Linked DNA regions of Mus musculus: region 2 is linked to region 1. Evidence: chromatin contacts called from public Hi-C data. All regions are on one chromosome and are shown on one strand. Each heading gives the region's core, a stretch centred on a gene start, on an enhancer-like site or on the middle of the called end of the contact. The rest is flanking DNA. Distances are from core to core; before and after follow the strand shown. Region 1 holds the start of Lhx3 (LIM homeobox protein 3). Region 2 holds the start of Lmx1b (LIM homeobox transcription factor 1 beta).

The links. A called contact is a pair of places that touch in the nucleus more often than the background predicts.
Region 2: a Hi-C map of epiblasts shows a contact between it and region 1, with 12 times the contacts expected there. The contact joins the promoter of Lmx1b here to the promoter of Lhx3 in region 1. A contact is called at or near these places in 1 of 39 promoter capture datasets (embryonic stem cells) and 2 of 484 Hi-C or Micro-C datasets (embryonic stem cells and epiblasts).

Annotation. Positions count from the first base shown.
Region 1 is chr2:26,204,418-26,209,364 of GRCm38.p6, reverse strand. It overlaps Lhx3 (LIM homeobox protein 3), which reads left to right and starts at 2,790. Exons shown (of 6, transcript NM_001039653.2): 1 at 2,790-3,020. The coding sequence starts at 2,927. It overlaps Qsox2 (quiescin Q6 sulfhydryl oxidase 2), which reads left to right. Exons shown (of 12, transcript NM_001302956.1): 12 at 1-241.
Region 2 is chr2:33,637,473-33,642,422 of GRCm38.p6, reverse strand. It overlaps Lmx1b (LIM homeobox transcription factor 1 beta), which reads left to right and starts at 1,325. Exons shown (of 8, transcript NM_010725.3): 1 at 1,325-1,981; 2 at 2,748-2,934. The coding sequence starts at 1,825. Gm39790 (a long non-coding RNA gene) reads right to left here and starts at 2,762. Exons shown (of 3, transcript XR_866136.3): 1 at 2,476-2,762; 2 at 2,193-2,353; 3 at 1,952-2,044. It overlaps C130021I20Rik (Riken cDNA C130021I20 gene), which reads right to left and starts at 1,230. Exons shown (of 3, transcript NR_046275.1): 1 at 1,079-1,230; 2 at 822-947; 3 at 1-296.

The sequences.
Region 1 (4,947 bases), core at 1,541-4,040:
ACCCATCTTTGGGCCAAGTGTAAGGTCTGTTTTAAAGTCTGAAGTTTTATGAGAGGTATTAAGATTAATATCTAGAATAGTTCAGTAATTTAAATGTTTATTTATTTTTTAATGCAAAGATTTTGAGTAAAAAGCAATTGGCATGAAAATGTCAATGAAATTTCTTAAGGGGTACATTTTGTATTTAAGTAAACTCTAATGTGCACATTGTAAGAATAAAGAAATTTGACATTTAGTAAAGTTGTTTCAGTTTTTTGAAATGTGAGCAGCTTTATGTAAAGCTGGATTCAGGGAATTCTCCAAACCCTTTTCTCCCATCTAGTTTGCAGACACAACTCTGAAGTTCTAAGAATTTTTTGTATAAATAAACTAGAGGCATTCGGGAAGACAGCCTAAAGGTCAGGCAGATAGTGAAGAGAGAATGGACTATGCTGAGACCTGCATCCTCAGATTGTCTCTGAACCCACAGAGCCTGGGAGGACCAGCCAGTCAACTAGAAAGCTGTTGAGCCTCTCACCAAATTTCCCTCCCATCTGTGCCCAGCCTGGGGCAGATTGCCCTGCAGGCACCTGGGAACTTCTGCTCAGGACCCTTCAGCTCTTCAGTAGCTGGTGGGTTTGCATGCATGAGCCTTTTCTGGAAATAGGGGTTGGAGAAAAGGGACTAAAATCTGCCTTCAGAGTACTGGATGCAGGTGGTTGAGTTCGTAGTTGGAGGCTTCTGACCTGTGCCTGCAAGCAAAAGGCCTTTGGACCCAGAATCTATTCCACGGAGTGGGTGAGGAGTGCAGTCCCAGGCTAACAGCTCAGAGGCTCCCAAACCTGAGTACTATGAACGTGGCACCTCTAGCCAAGGCCCAGAGCCCACGACAGCAAGTTGGAGCCACTATGCTACTCTGTAACAGGTAAAGGAAGGTCCAGAGAAAAGGCTACCTCGAATTATAAACTAGTCAGACCCAGCCCTAGAGTGACGCCAGCCTGACTCCGCCTGCCCAGGCCTGGAAGGGGCCAAGGGCGGGGACAGAGGAGGGGCGGGGCAGGCTTGTGAAGGTCCCCAGCACGCTGGTGCCTCCTTCAGCACCGCGGACAGCGCCAGCCCAGCGAGTGGGCCAAGGCCTGAAAGAGGTCCAGCACTTCCAGGAACACCCCGCACGAACCACTGGATTAGTGACTGCCATGCTGCTAGAAGCAGAACTCGATTGCCACCGAGAGAGGCCCGGTGCCCCTGGAGCTTCTGCCCTCTGTACCTTCAGCAGGACTCCAGGTAAGAGCCATTGCAACCTACAAGTCTCCATGCCAGGCAGGAAAAAGAGAAGAGACAGAATGCAGAGGGGTGACCAGGAGGGAGTGACTGCGGAGAAAAAAAGTACAAGGTGACAGCAGGCAGGAGAACAGGAAAGCTACAGGGTCAACAGTGACCAGAAAGGCCTGGGGCTGGTCCTAGAGATTGAATGTCCCACAGCTTCCAGAACTGCTTTGGCTTGCAGCAAGAATCCCCAGGCCAAGTCTCCCGCTTGAACTCTGATTCCCCAAGGGCCATTTCACTGCCACGGACGTTGGGAAATAATGGAGGCATTGTTGGCGGCAAGCCAGATGCCCAACAGTGTGGAGCCGCCCCTTCCCTAGTCTAGCCATACATGGCCCCCGCCCCACTGCCCTCTGCAGCAGCTGACACTCAATGGCTCACATCTCAGCTCACCCAGCACCCATTTCACTCCAAGCTAGTGTTCCCTGACCTCGGAATAACAAGTACAGAGCAACATGAAGGGACGGCTGCAGGCACAGGGCTCTTTCCGAGGCAGCAGCTGTGCTGGGACCAAGTGGAGAATCTTGCGTTCTTTCATTCATCCTTCCCATTCTGGGGTCTGATCGGTCACAGTCCTAGGGATGGAGGCAGAACAGGACAAGAAGAGGAACCAGGAGGGTGGCAGCAACCTGCTGATTCTGCAAACACTTCTAGGGTGTCCCTAATTGTTACCAGGGCACTATACCCTGCTGGATTCTAGTTCCTACCAGGAACTGCATAGGTCTGGCGCTGTCTCCTGGCTGGGTAGTAGGAGCCCTCAGTGAGGGCTCATGCAAGGATAGGATGATGGGTTCTGGTGGGCTCACCTGTTCGAATGGGGATGAGATGTGGAAATCCAGGTGCAGGGATTGTTCTAAGGAATTGGGGTGGGGAAGTAAGGGTAGATCTCAGGGCTTCCGCAGCTCAACCCTTTTCTGGCCTAGAGTCTTGGTGTGTTCCCGCAGAGGACACCGGATCTGAGGTCCTAAGAATCGTTCCTTCTCGCTGTACTGGCTCCAGGAGGCACTTCTAGTGGTGGGGTCCAGAGTGTCAGAGTTGGGGGACCTTCAAATCGAGCTCCTCGTAGCTCTACTGTGGCTTCTTTGCCACCACGTTCCCTCGCGATGGCTATCAGGTTGCCCTTCTGCTGACCAGGTGTGGTCTCAATGCTGTCCAGCTCCGGTTCAGAGTCTAAACGTGAGCAAAGAGAACGCAGTTCCCTCCCTGCCGCTTCCCTCGGGACCTCAGCCTTCCGGGAGGCTTAGCGAACTTGCTTGGGGCAGGGGCGAGCATCTGTAGGAAGCCTTGAGTGGTTACTGCGCTGTCTCCGTCCTCGGGAAGTGCAAGCCAGACGGCTTCTAGGCACCTCGGTTCCGGCTGAAAGGTGCACAGTCTCCAGTGGCCTCCAGTGGCCCCGGGAGCGTCTCTGCGACCCCCGGCCCAGCCCCGCCCCGCGGCCCCGCCCCCCACCGCTCCGCCCTCCGCGGGCCCGAGGCTTGGCGCCCAGAGGCCTCCCGTGGGCACAGCGCCCAGCAGCGACACGAGTCGCTCCGACGCCAGCTCGGAGTCCCTGCAACGGTGGCCTCGCCAGACCCAGGGGAAGTTCAGGGTCGGAGGGCGGCAGCACCAGGCACCTGGCCCCATGGAAGCTCGCGGGGAGCTGGACCCGTCCCGGGAATCCGCGGGCGGAGACCTGCTGCTGGCGTTGTTGGCGCGAAGGGCTGACCTGCGCCGAGGTGGGTGCCCGACGGAGAGGCTGCACTGAACAGGCCCAGATGTCCTCGGCTTTTTCTGGCCCTTGTGCGGAGGCCAGCAGAAGCCAAGGTATCTGGACAAGGGTGTGTCTGAGGGGCTCTGACATGGCTAAGCAAAGGCATCTCAAACCTCCAAAGTGTGTGGCCCTCCTGGTGCTGTGTTGTCCTGGCTTTGGGAGCCCTTGGTGATCCAGGAACGGTTTAGGAGACCTTTTGCAGCTCTGAGCTGGCTGAGGCCCCTGAGCTGGAGGGAGCATGTGAAGATGTTTCAGGACTCAGGAATCAGGGAGCAGGAGTTTCTCCTTAGGAACTGCCTTCACTCAGTTCCTTTCCCCCCATTTTCAGCGAGATCAGGTCTGGGTCATGCTGAACTCATCTCCCCTGAGTCGAGTCTTAGTGTCTGCACCGGCAGTTTACCACTAGGCTGGTGGTCAAGACGCGATTACAGGGAAAAGTGGAACTTGTCCGGGCCCCCAGTTTCTTGATCGTACCAGTCTTTTTGCAGGGCTTTGGTTCTGGGGAATAAAAGCGCTCTCCGTTTTCAAGCTGAGAGTATAACAGGATAGGAAAAGAGGAAGTTAGGCTGGCAGAAGGTCTGTCGAAGCAAGTGGGAAAAGGATTCTATGCAGACTGGGGGTATCGGATATGGCCTACTTGCTTATTTATTTATTTATTTATTTATTTATTTATTTTCCAATGGTTTATGGGATGGGTTACCCGCAGGAGCTGGGAGGAAGAGATGGGAGGGGGGATGAGAAAGGGAGGGAGGAAAGCTTGGTAAGCTAGGCTCCAGAGAGAGTTCTGTGAGGCTTGCTAGAGCACTGTTGGCTCCCGAGGCTCCACTGGGCCCTCCAACTCTGTGTAGGAAACTGTACTGAGACTGGAGTTCACCATGCCACGTAAGCAAGAGGAGATCGAGGGTGGCTTCACTGGGAGGCTTGACGGTGGCGACGGCTTTTGTAGGAAGCGGGTGTCCCCGTGTCCCTGCTGTGGGCTTCTTGGCCGAGGCGCTGTCCGTGCCTGGGTGCTGAATTTGCAGTGTTTGGCCTGTCTAGCCACCTCACTCTCTTCTGGGTATCCTTGTGGCCTTACGACGGCTCTGGTGGTGCTCTGGTACAGCTACAGTCGATCTCCACGTCCACACTTGGAGATGTGGTTTTGCTCAGGGTGGGACAGCATCCATCGCAGGCTTGTGCCCAGTGCTGGAGGGAGGTGGGGCAGTCCTTTTCTAATTCCTCCCACCAGTGGAGGCCAGCCTGAAGCTAGTTGTTTGCAGCTAGAGATGTAAAGACACTTGTGTGGGTATGAAGTGAGTGGGCCCTGGGTGCTGCACATGCATCTCCTTTTTCTAGTAACCTTTCCTAAATGGCGGGGATCTCCTTATCCCATGAACCAGTCTTATCCCACCAGCCCCTAAGACGAGATTACACCTTTAGATTTTTCCCACCCAGTTTCCCTGAGGCCTGCAGTCTTTGGGGGATGAGAACTCAGATGCTAGAAGAATTGGTGGTGTAGAGAGTTGAAGTCATCTACCGTGCACTGCAGTTCACACCTTAACAGCAGATCTCTCACATATACATACATACATACATACATACATACATACATACATACATACATATGAAAGCATATGTGTGTGTTCAAAAAACCATAGCCAATGAACTCATAAATACCTGCTGCCATTCAAGTGAGGACAGCATCCACCTATTCATACCTCAGGCAGGGGCCAGCGCTGGACAGCCTCACTTTGCTGGAACTCTGCAAAGGCGATGAAGTTCCATGTGTGGTCTTTTGCCCTTGCTGATAAGGACATGTCTTTCTTTCTTTCTTTCTTTCTTTCTTCTTTTTTCCCCCGGCTTTCCAGATCACCCCAAGAGTGGGGTTTTCGTTTGAGATGGACATGACCTGT
Region 2 (4,950 bases), core at 76-2,575, 7.4 Mb before region 1:
GCCGCTGCTCCACAGCCGGAGGGGCCAGGGCCGCCCAGCAGCAGCTCGCAGGGGCTGTTAACTCCTGCCCTGGGACCGCACCATCCCTCCTGCTATTCCAGGACGAAACCCGCGCGGGAGTGGTGGGGCCGAAGGTACCCTGTTTCCCGATGCGACGTCTTCTAGTTTTCTCGCGGATGTCTGGCCGGATGCACCCAGGAGTCTCCAGCTGCGTGCCGCTGGCCTTGCGTTGCCCGCTGTCGAGGCCCACTTTGCCAAGGGTGGCCAGCGCTCAGTCTCTAACCCTGGCCAGGTCCCTTAGCCACAATGAAAGGGCACCGATTTCAGAGGTCACACAGATTTCCTTAGAACGACTGTACCCATGCCGTTCCAGGCCTCCACCCCTAGATCTTGAGGACACCACTTCTTACCTGCCCCTCATACTCCAAGCCTTGGGAGGCCCAGCCTTCGCCCACTGACCCCGGCCGGGAACAAGATATCTTTCCGAGCCCTGTTGACCCTCTTAACACTCTCTTGGTCTCAACCCGGGCCTGACCGTCCTCTTTCACCCAAGATCTCCCATTCTGGCTATGAGAGCCCCCTCAACTCATTCCCCCGCCCTATTTCTGCCAGGCCTGGGCTTTTTGGGACTACTTACTCAAACTACAGCCCTTACACCCCCTCCCCAGGTCAGGGTTCCCTTTGGCGAGTCCGGGGCCAGCGGTTCTTGCTTACATTTGATGTTCCCCATCCCTCGACCCTAGGAGCCCTCTCAGCACACCAGGCTGTCCGGTGCAGGCCCCGCCTCCCGAGGGGACACCAACTCAGACCCTGCGACCTACCTTAGACTACGAGTCCGGGTTTGGGCCAGCCGCTCCCGCCTGGCGCTGTCCCCTGGAGAAGTCGCTGCGTTCCCCGCCGTCCTCACAGTCTGGCCTCGCTTGGGGCCACTCCTCTGAGCGCTGGAGCTTAAAAAAAAAACAACAAAAATATTAATAATAAAAAAGGCAAGAAAGAAAAAAAAGAAAGCCTGATTTCCCCAACTCCCAAATCAATTTTTCAAGAGGGGTGGGGCACAGGATTTGTTTCGATGGCTAACCAAACTTCTGCCAATGGTGGACAGGATGGTCGCCTGGATTCAGGGCGCGGCACGGGGTGCAGGACGGGGGCTAAGGGAGCCCTCCCGCAGGGAGGGGGGGAGGCGACGGCACTATTTGACGTGGAGCAGCCGGCTCATCCCGGCGCAGTGATACGAGGCGCACCAATGAGTTCAAATGTCAGGAAGTTTGAGGAGGGGTGAGGCGGCTCGGGGCCGGAGTATCCCTCCGCCGCCAGCCCCAGCTCTAAACCGAGCGGCTCCTCGGGCGCACCATGGCACTGGAGTAGTGCGGGGAGCGCGCCTGGAGCCCCGCGGCCTGCTGCGCCCCGCCCGGGACCCTGCTGCGACGCCCGCGCCCCCCCAGCCCGCGGGGCCGCCCCTGCACCCCCGCCCCCTCCCCCGCCCGCCGCCGCCGCCGCCGCCTCCTCCTACTCCTCCGGGCGGCTCCGCGTGCCGCCCGCTGCTGCAGCCGGGACCCGGGGCTGACAAGCAGGTGACAGGCGAGCAGCGAGTGCGCGTGGCTGCGAGTAGCCGGTAGAGAGCGGCGCGCGGGGCTGCCAGCCGCCCGGGCCCTCCCGCACGACGCCGGGGCCCGGGGCCAGCGCGCCGCCGCTCCACGCTCGCCCCGGGGCAGCGGGCGGCCCCGACCCCGCGGGCGCCGCGCCTCCCCGGCTGCAGCGGAGCGGGCGGACGGGCCGGAGGGTGAGCGGCCCAGCCGGCGGGGTCCGCAGCGCGCCGGGCGTCCCATGGATATAGCAACAGGTCCCGAGTCGCTGGAGAGGTGCTTCCCTCGCGGGCAGACGGACTGCGCCAAGATGTTGGACGGCATCAAGATGTTGGACGGCATCAAGATGGAGGAGCACGCCCTTCGCCCCGGGCCCGCCACCCTGGGGGTGCTGCTGGGTGAGTGCTGGGTCGCAACGCTCGAATAGTGCGGGTCAGGGGGTAGGGTTGTCCGTCGTGCCGCTGTGGATACCGGCGTGAGGGGCAAAGAATAAAGAAAATAGGTTTTCAGGACGTGGGGAGGGGGTCCGGACCCCTGGAATGACCACCGGAGGGGTAACAAGCACACCGAGACAGAGCTCCCTGAGGGGAAAACGTTCAGGGACGTCACCTAGACAGAGGACTGAACAGCCTCAGCCGTCACTCACACCGTCCTCTCCGGGTCTGGGTTCTAGTGCTGCTACACTGGACTGAGCTGGGGTGGGAAGCGGGTGGCAGGGATGCTGGAGAACCAAGTTGTCTCCTTAGAGCCCGGGAGAGAGGCCAGGTCACCTGGGGAAGGGGAGCTTTTAGAAGAGAAAACTATCCCCGGGTCTATCCCAACCGCGGTTCTTGGGGTAGAAGGTTCCAACAGCATCGTGGGGCGTGTCAGCCAGCGAGTGTCCTGGCCTCACCTCGCTGGTTGGGTTCCAGCCGGCCACCCCGCGCGGAGCTCCTTCTCGTTGGTAATAACACCATCCGCTGGATCTCCGCGAGCGGGGAGAGCGCAGCGCCCAGCCAAGGCTGCAGGCCCTCGGCCTCACGGCGCCCCAGCTTACGGAAAGGAGCGTGCTGTCTAGGGCTGCCGGGTCTCTGGCTCGCCGGCTGGGGTCCTCAGGCGACGGGAGGCGCTCCGGGGCTGGGCCAAGCGGCGCTGACGGCCCGGCTCTCGCCCTGTGCGCTGCAGGCTCCGACTGCCCGCATCCCGCCGTCTGCGAGGGCTGCCAGCGGCCCATCTCCGACCGCTTCCTGATGCGAGTCAACGAGTCGTCCTGGCACGAGGAGTGTTTGCAGTGCGCGGCATGTCAGCAAGCCCTCACCACCAGCTGCTACTTCCGGGATCGGAAACTGTACTGCAAACAAGACTACCAACAGTAAGCGCCTCTCGCCCTCCTCTCTTTCCCCGCCATGGACCAGCACTCCAGCCCGGCCGGTCCCTGCCGGGAAGGGCCCACGCCGCCCTGCGGCCGGCTCTGCGCTCCACTGGGCCCGGCAGCTCCGATGGCTCAAAGGGCTGCGTGTCTCCGGGCTGGGGCGAATCATCTCCTTCCAGCCGACAGTGGTGGGGTGCCCCTAGGTGCCATCTGTTGTCCCGGAAACCTGCGCAGAGTGACTGAATTGGGGTACAAGACAAAGCCCGGGGCGGACTGGTCGGTCGATACGATGTTTGTCCTGGGAGAGGGCTTGGCCCCTCTAAAGCCTGAAGTGGGGACAAGAATATATTTTCCAAGAAAGGCATTGCTTTAGAGAGCCAAGCCTGACTGTGTTTCCCCAGTTCAAGAGCGTCTGGGGTTCCTGGAGCAGGGAGGTGGGTGCTGGACCCTGGCTGCGATGCAGGCGGGAGATCTCCACCCTGGCTGGCTCCTTGCGCCACTTTTCTTCTCTGGTAAAGAGAAATGGGTGTCCTTCTTCCTAAACCGTTCCATACGGGAATTTTGCCCTTACAATTTTTCTTAGCTGGAGAATCAATCTGTCTAGGAAGCTACAGCTTCCTAGACAGCTCTTCGTTGAAGTGGCTGACTGAAGGAGTCAGGCCCAGACAGCCTTCTTTCTTGCAGCATGCTGGAAAAGGGTGGTTGATACTAGAGGTGTGGTTTGAGCCTTACCTGCTGGCTTCTATGCTAAGCAGGGTGGCACTGTGGACTTGTGTGGCTGAAGGCTGGGGACAGACCGCAGAAGATGCAGAGCTTTTCTGGTGACCTACCTGGAAGTGCAATGGGGGAGGTTGAGTTGGGGTGCAATGAGGAGCCTTGGTGGGAAGAGGGGTGTGGGAATCTTGGGAGGGAAGTTGCAGAGACAAGCGTGAGACTGTGGGAAGTTCTAAGTGGCGTTCAGAAAGGCTTCTTGGATGGGACTCCTCAGGTGTTCTGGGCTGGAGTGGTCTCTGGGTGCCAAAGCCCTTGGAGAAAAAAGGCAGGGTTACGTGTGCCATGCAGTAAATGCAGCCAAAGTATTGGTCTCCAAATCCAGGGTCTAGCTTGGAAAGGGGCAGCTAAACTCTTTGACTAGGGCCTAACAACTGGGGCTGCAGGCCAGAGCCCTGCAGAGGGCCTTGGTGGCCGGCTGCTGTTGTATCCCCGGGAACTAGGAACCAGTCAGGGACTGCTTTTTTGCACCTTGCTCTTTTTGGTGGCTGGGGTAGGGTGGGGTTTTCTATGGGCAAGAATTGGGGTAGGTTTTGAGGATTCTTCTTTTGTTGGTTCTATAACATGATGTAGGCCTGTCCCTCTCTGTGGTCGGTGTTCCCCAGGTTTAGGCATATCATTGATATCTGTCCTGTGTCTGTGCCATGGAACTCTAGTTCCTGGGGAGAAAAAGGCCACCAGGCATACAGCAGCAGGAATAAAACGAGGTAGCACTGGTTGGGGACTTGGGGTGACTCAGGAAGCCCCTCTCTGGGAAGTACTGTGGCTAGGCACCAGCAGTACCTCTTACACCCAGCTTAGCCACTAACCTCACACACACACACACACACACACACACACACACACACACACACACACACACCGCACATGGGTCTTCTAAGAGGCCTGGGAAAGTAGAGATGAGCCTCTGAAACTTTGGGGTGTTTTTTTAAATTAACACTGCAAAGACTTTGCAACCTTTTGTACATAGATGCTGCTGGGGTCATTATGGAGCAGGGCAAAGACACCTCCCTGGTCCTTCTGGCTCAGCCCTAAAATAGTAACAAGAGCTAGGTGAGTGACCAGCCTCCCCAGTTTACAAAACAATTAAACATTTGCAACTGCTTTGTCCCACTGGTATTTGTTTTTGAAAGAAAAGAAAAACATCACTAAAGAGCTGGCTTCTACCAAGGTGCAAACTCCAGGTGCTAGAAAGGAATTTAGTCCCGGACTTTCGTCCCCGAGTTTCCTAGGGAAAGGACCCCG